2 separate regions of the Sus scrofa genome follow, and region 1 is linked to region 2. The links are chromatin contacts, called in public HiChIP or PLAC-seq maps. All regions are on one chromosome and are shown on one strand. Each heading gives the region's core, a stretch centred on a gene start, on an enhancer-like site or on the middle of the called end of the contact. The rest is flanking DNA. Distances are from core to core; before and after follow the strand shown.

What was found. HiChIP or PLAC-seq counts read pairs in DNA pulled down with a chosen protein or histone mark.
Region 1: a contact with region 2 is called in an H3K27ac HiChIP or PLAC-seq map of alveolar macrophages. The contact joins two enhancer-like sites. A contact is called at or near these places in 3 of 47 Hi-C or Micro-C datasets (embryonic fibroblasts, epiblast stem cells and omental adipose tissue) and 1 of 2 datasets of contacts at active chromatin or transcription factors (alveolar macrophages).

The regions. Positions count from the first base shown.
Region 1 is chr1:253,076,845-253,079,761 of Sscrofa11.1, reverse strand. It overlaps a transcript of PTBP3 not described here. Among named protein-coding and RNA genes, the nearest start is that of PTBP3, 22 kb to the right of the region's middle. Within about 2 kb of position 1,566, at least 3 of the 83 cell types and tissues checked have an H3K27ac peak or open chromatin away from gene starts, as enhancers often do. A contact at or near this core is called in alveolar macrophages, where this site is marked.
Region 2 is chr1:252,888,876-252,891,934 of Sscrofa11.1, reverse strand. The region is part of intron 8 of SUSD1 (sushi domain-containing protein 1); the gene reads left to right. Among named protein-coding and RNA genes, the nearest start is that of SUSD1, 66 kb to the left of the region's middle. Within about 2 kb of position 1,799, at least 8 of the 83 cell types and tissues checked have an H3K27ac peak or open chromatin away from gene starts, as enhancers often do. A contact at or near this core is called in alveolar macrophages, where this site is marked.

The DNA of each region.
Region 1 (2,917 bases), core at 317-2,816, 190 kb before region 2:
CCGAATGCTGCTTTGATCAAAGAACATGCTCTATACCATTTCAGTCCCTTAAATTTCCTGAGATTTGTTTTAATGTCAAGTTTATGGTGTGTATTTATGAATGTTCTCTGTACACTTGGGAAAAAAATGTGTACTTCTGTTGGGTGTAGTGCCTTATAAATGTCAATAGCATAAACTGGTTGAAGTTTCAAGTCTTGTGTAACCTTCCTTCCTGATTTTCTTTCTGTTCTGTTAATTACTGAAAGAGGAGAGGAATATTGGAATTTCCGTCTGTAATTGTGGGATTTGTTATTTCTTTCAGTAGTTCTGTCCGTTTTTGCCTTGTATATTTTAAAGCTCAATTATTAAATCCATTCACGTTTAGGTATGCTGTATTTTCTTGATGAATTGACTTTTAAAAAATCATTCGTAATACACATTTTTATTAATTCCTGTCCTGAAATCTGCTTTGTCTGATATAAATGTAGTCATTCCAGTCATTCCACTTTTCTTATGATTAGTATTTGTATAATATGTCTTTCCTTTCCCTCCGTTTTTTTTTTTTTTTTTTTTTTTTTTGCTTTTAGAACCGCACCTGCAGCATATGGAGGTTCCCAAGGTAGGGGTCTAATCAGCACTATAGCTGCTGGCCTATGCCAGAGCCACAGCAATGCTAGACCTACACCACAGCTCACAGCAACACCAGATCCTTAACCCACTGAGCAAGGCCAGGGATTGAACCTGCAACCTCATGGTTCCTAGTCGGATTTGTTTCCACTGAGCCACAATGGGAACTCCTTCCTTTTCTTTTAATCTGTCTGTATTTAACACAGGTTAAAGGATGGATGGACCAAAGAGATAACAAATAGCAAGATGGTGGGCTTAAATCTTCTATAAGGATTAGGTTCCGGAAGACTGGTTTCTCTTGCTTTCTCTTTATTTGTTCTCATTAAAGTGAGCTGCCTTAGGGAGAGGCCCATTTACAAAAGGAATCCTGCCAGCAACTACCTGACTGAGCTTGGAAGTGGAACCTCATTTTCTCTATTGAGCCTTGAGATGATTCCTGCCTGTGAGAGACTCTGAGCCAGAGCACTTCGCTCATAAGCCATGCCCAGATTCCTGACTCGCAGACATTGAGTTTAAAAATACATGTTTTTTTTTAAGTTGCTGGATTTTGGAGTAATTTTTTATGCATCTATACATAACTAATACAGCTACTTTACTCAAAGTAGTGAATAAATATTGGAAAAAATAAATAATAAAATAGCTTATTAATGGCCAAGTAAGATTATGTAAGTGCAAATACTTTTTTTTGGGTGTAAATCACTATGCATAGGACTTTTTTGGTGTGTCTTTTGTCTTTTTAGAGCTGCGCCTGAGGCATATGGAGGTTCCCAGGGGTCTGTCGGAGCTATTGCTGCCATACTATGCCACAGCCACAGCAACGCCAGATCCGAGCTGCGTCTGCAACCTACACCACAGATCAAGGCAGTGCTGGATCCTTAACCCACTGAGCGAGGCCAGGGATCCAACCCTCAGCCTCATGGTTCCTAGTCAGATTTGTTTCTGCTGCATCCTGAGGGGAACTCCCGCATGTGAATTTTTTATATTACCACATTAGTTCCTCCCCCAATAGTTAACCATAGTTTGTACATACCTTGATTATTCTTTTTAAAGGTTTTTTTTCCTTAATGTGCTAATGTAAATTTCACTGATAATCTTATTTTTTAAAAACTTTAATATAAACTATGGAAAGATTGCAGAATAGTACAAAAAGTTTTATGACCATTACCCAGTACTTCTCATTTGTCCCATTTGTTTTATTATTCATTTATAGTCTTTCTCTCTTTCTCTTATTCATATTATGTATGTTGCTTTGTGTGGATATATGTATATGTCTCTATATCCTTTTTTTTTCTTTCCTCTGAATCATCACTTGGTTAGCATGATTGTCAGCCAGGCTTCTCCACTTCTCCACTATATTAAGTTACTCATTTTCCTTTTGTAGTCAATAATTTGTCAAGGAAATTGCTTGAAACTTCACTAACATAGTTTTACTTTATTTTAACCCCTAAATACTTCAGAGTGTATTGCCTAAAAGCAGAGACATTTGTCATTACTGTAACATAATTGTCACAATCTGAAAATTAATCTGAAATGTTTCCTCAGTCTTTGATTCATGACATTTACATTTTAAAAGAATATAGACATATTGTTGTGTAGGCTATCCCTTACTTTGAGTTTATCTGTTCCTTATAAGTAGGTTTAGATTGTGTGTTTTTGCATGAATACTGCAGGAGTTATATTCTTAGTGTATCGTATTAGAAGACAAAGGATGTTGATTTGTCATATTTTGTGTGTTAACTTTGGTCACTTGGTAAAGGTTGTGTTGCCAGGTTTTCGACTGTAAATTCTCTGTTTTGCTCTTTGTAACTAGTAAGTCTTTTGTGGAGTGATACTTTGAGGCCATGCTAATGTTATTTTAACTCACAAACTTTAACCTGCAGCATACATTTGATGGTTCTTGCCAAAATTCATTATTGTAAGTTATTATAGATGTAAAGTTGTGATTTTCTAATTTTATTTTTGGAATCAAGACTTCATTCACAAGCTGCTTAAAATGAACTGAGTAACTCATTCTTCTGTTGTTTTGTGTAACAACTTTTTTCTTGAAAGTTTGGTTGATCTCACCTGTAATGTCATCTGGACCTGGATTGGGAATGGGGGATATAGATGACTTTGTGGTTTCACTGCCTTTAATTCTTGTGATCAGTTTAGGTTCTCTATTACTCTCATACTAGTTTGGGGATTTGGATTTGTTCTGATGCTCTTTTTCTAATATTTCGAGTTAGATAATTAACTTTTTTTTTTTCGTTTCTTTTTTAGGGCCACACTCATGGCATATGGAGGTTCCCAGGCTAGGAATCAAATCCAAGCT
Region 2 (3,059 bases), core at 550-3,049:
TATTTATGTTCATGATTGATTTCTTAATTGTAAGTTCTAACTTCCCCTGTTAATAAGTGGCTCACTTTATCCTGTTTAATATTTTGGGCCTTGAATTATACTTTGATAGTAATATCTGTTTTCTTGATTTCTTTGCGCTCTATTTGCATGGTATGGCTTTGCCCACTTTTGTTCTTCCTTGAAGCTAGCTGGATAACATTGCTACGATCAACTCTAGGAGATGGCTTATGTTGCAAGCCTTTTTGAGGAAAGTAGTCATTAAGCAATTTAGTGTTGCTTGTGATATGATTTTCCTTTCATTCCGACATCTTAATTTTTTCTTTTTTTATGCTACATTGCTATGTCCATTGTTTTCTTTTTCTGCTGTACAGATTTTCTTTTTTCAGTGATTCAGGCAGTATAAGGTTTGCTTTTATTCTACATTGTATTTTAAAAAGCAAAAACAAGGCAATCCTACTTGAATGTGTGTTACTCTTATTACCAGTGTCAAGACTGAAAAATTTTAACTTCTCCCCCAGTAAGAAAAGGAAGTCAGCATTCTTTACTTCCTTTTATTCCTTCCCCTCTTGCTTCCTATATGTTTTTGGTATAATGCAACATTTTATTGCCAGCTTCTTATTTTTAATTATGTTAAACCTGCATTACATCTTAAAAAAATTCATTGTATGTGGATTTATGGCCATTTTTATAATACTTTTTTTAATAGCTGCATCTGCCGGGGAATGAATCTGAGCCACAGCTGTGACCTACACCACAGCGGTGGCAACGCTGGATCCTTTAACCCATCGCGCTGGTTGGGGATCAAACCCTTGCCTTTGCAGCGACCCAAGCCACTGCAGTTGGACTCTTAACCCACTGTGCCACAATGGGAACTCCTGTAATAATTACCTCAACAGATATATGTTTTCATAGTTTCAGAGCTTACTGCCATTCCTTTCATACCAAAGTTTCTCTGTTCTTTTTCTATATTTTTATTTCTCTCTCTGTACAGTGATTTCTGTCTTCTTACTGAGGAGCGAGATATTTCTCTGAGCCCAGGATTGTCTGAGAATGTCCTTTCGTTGCCTTCCCAAGTGAATGGGAGCTTGACTGAAGACAAAATTCTTGGGCCATCAACTCTGTGGTCAGAATTTCTGGAGGCATTTCACATTGGCTTTTGGAATTTAAAAGTTTTGAAAGAGGAATTTGAAGGTGTGATTAAAAAAAAAAACAAAAAAACAAAAAAACCCTATGTAGACAATCTGACTTTTCAGCCTGGATATCATAGAGACTTTTTTTATATGTGAAATTCAAGACTTTAATCACTTACTCATGCACGTGGTAGATGCTTATTAACCACCTCCTTTGTGTGTGACGTTGTTTTAGGCACTGGGAATTCAATAGCGAATGAGATGGAAATCTTTTTGTGAAACTTCAGTCATGGATTATATACATGTTTTTGTTTTTCACCAAGTTTTCCTAGTATCCTGTGCCTTTTTGGATCTTCAGATTTCAGTCTAGCTACACATTAGGAACCGTTTCTTTCATTAAATCTCTGATTATTGGGGTTTTTTGTTTGGTTTTGGTTTTGGGGTTTGTTTTGGTTTTTGCTCTTCGAACACTTCTCTGTGGAATGTCTTGTCTGTCTGCATTGGTCTTCCATTTTCTCTCTTTTTTTTTTTTATTCATGCCTTTTTTCCTCTGCTTTCTGTGAGGACACGGTAGCACTGTTGTTCCTTCTGTGCTTGTGTGCGTACATGCATCGACATTTCTGATACACTTTAAATTCCGTTGTTGCACTTTCATTTCCTTTTGGTTTTTGTCTCTTTTAGTTCCCTTTTTATTTCTGCCTCCCTCAACCAATTTCCTCTCTGCTGTCACATTCTCTTGCCGTCTCATCTTTTATCTGTTTGCATCCATCTCTAACATTTTTTTCTGCAAGTACAAAACAGATGTTGCTGAATTTTGCCATTATTTTGCTGTATTTTTTTCTTTTTTTTGAAAGTGCTCATTCTTTACCTTCTAGGCGCAATCTCCCTCTTCTTCTTTGTAAAATCATTTCATGGACTCCCCCCCCAATTACTTATCCTTGGAAGATAAAGTTTTATCTAGGTTTGATATTTCCCTTGTAATGAGATGGATGACATTCCCTTTGATCTTGCTTTTTATTGGATAGTACTGGGATGCTTATCTCAGATCTCATCTTGAAGGATTTACTGCTGGTCCTTATGATCCTGTGTCCTTTGGGAGGCAGCTGTGAGAAAGCCTACTGCCCTGAACTTTCTTTCTGAGCACTTTGCTGTCCTGATTGGTGAAGCTCTGGCTCTTGGGCCAGCTCAGCACTGCCTGGCTTCATGATGGTGCTGTAGCCTACAGAGGCAGGGAGGAACCCAGTCCCTCCTTCTGCCAACCCAGGCTCTCTGTCAGGTGGAATCTCCAGGTCCCCAGCCTCCCTTTGGAAGTCCTTCCCTGTCAGTAATCTCCTTCGTGCTAAGGAAAGGCTGTTATTATTATTAGGAGTAATAATAGGAGTAGTAAGAGTAATAGCAGTGTATATATCCTGGGCACTTATTAGAGTAGCCTGGTGAATTACAAACACACACACACAAACAAAACAAACACAGATGTCCAAGCTTTACTTCATATCTGCCATGTCTGGGTGATTCTGCTGTGCTTTTAGGCTTGGGAACCACCAGGCTAACTGGCTCCAGATGGAGCAGTCCTGTGGCCTGTGCTTCTAGCCTCCACCTCTGTGGACTCCCGTCTTCCCCCGGTTCCTTCCTTTGCCACTTTGGGACCCTGCTCCTTTGCTTGGAAGGCGTGTTGTATGGTATCTCCTGGCATCTTTCTTTGCCTAGTCTCTTCCGCACTGCTAAGCAGAAATGTCTTCATGTATCTGCCTCATGGGTGGCAATCAACCCTTCCTTCCAACCCAGATGCAAATTTTGACCCATTTTCACTATTCTCAGTCTCTTCTGTCAGGATTGGAGGTGGGAAGTGGGAGCCAGATGCTTTTGTTTTCCCACTATAATGGCTCTAAGTGGGAAAATCATATTGAGATGGAAACTCTGCAGACAGTA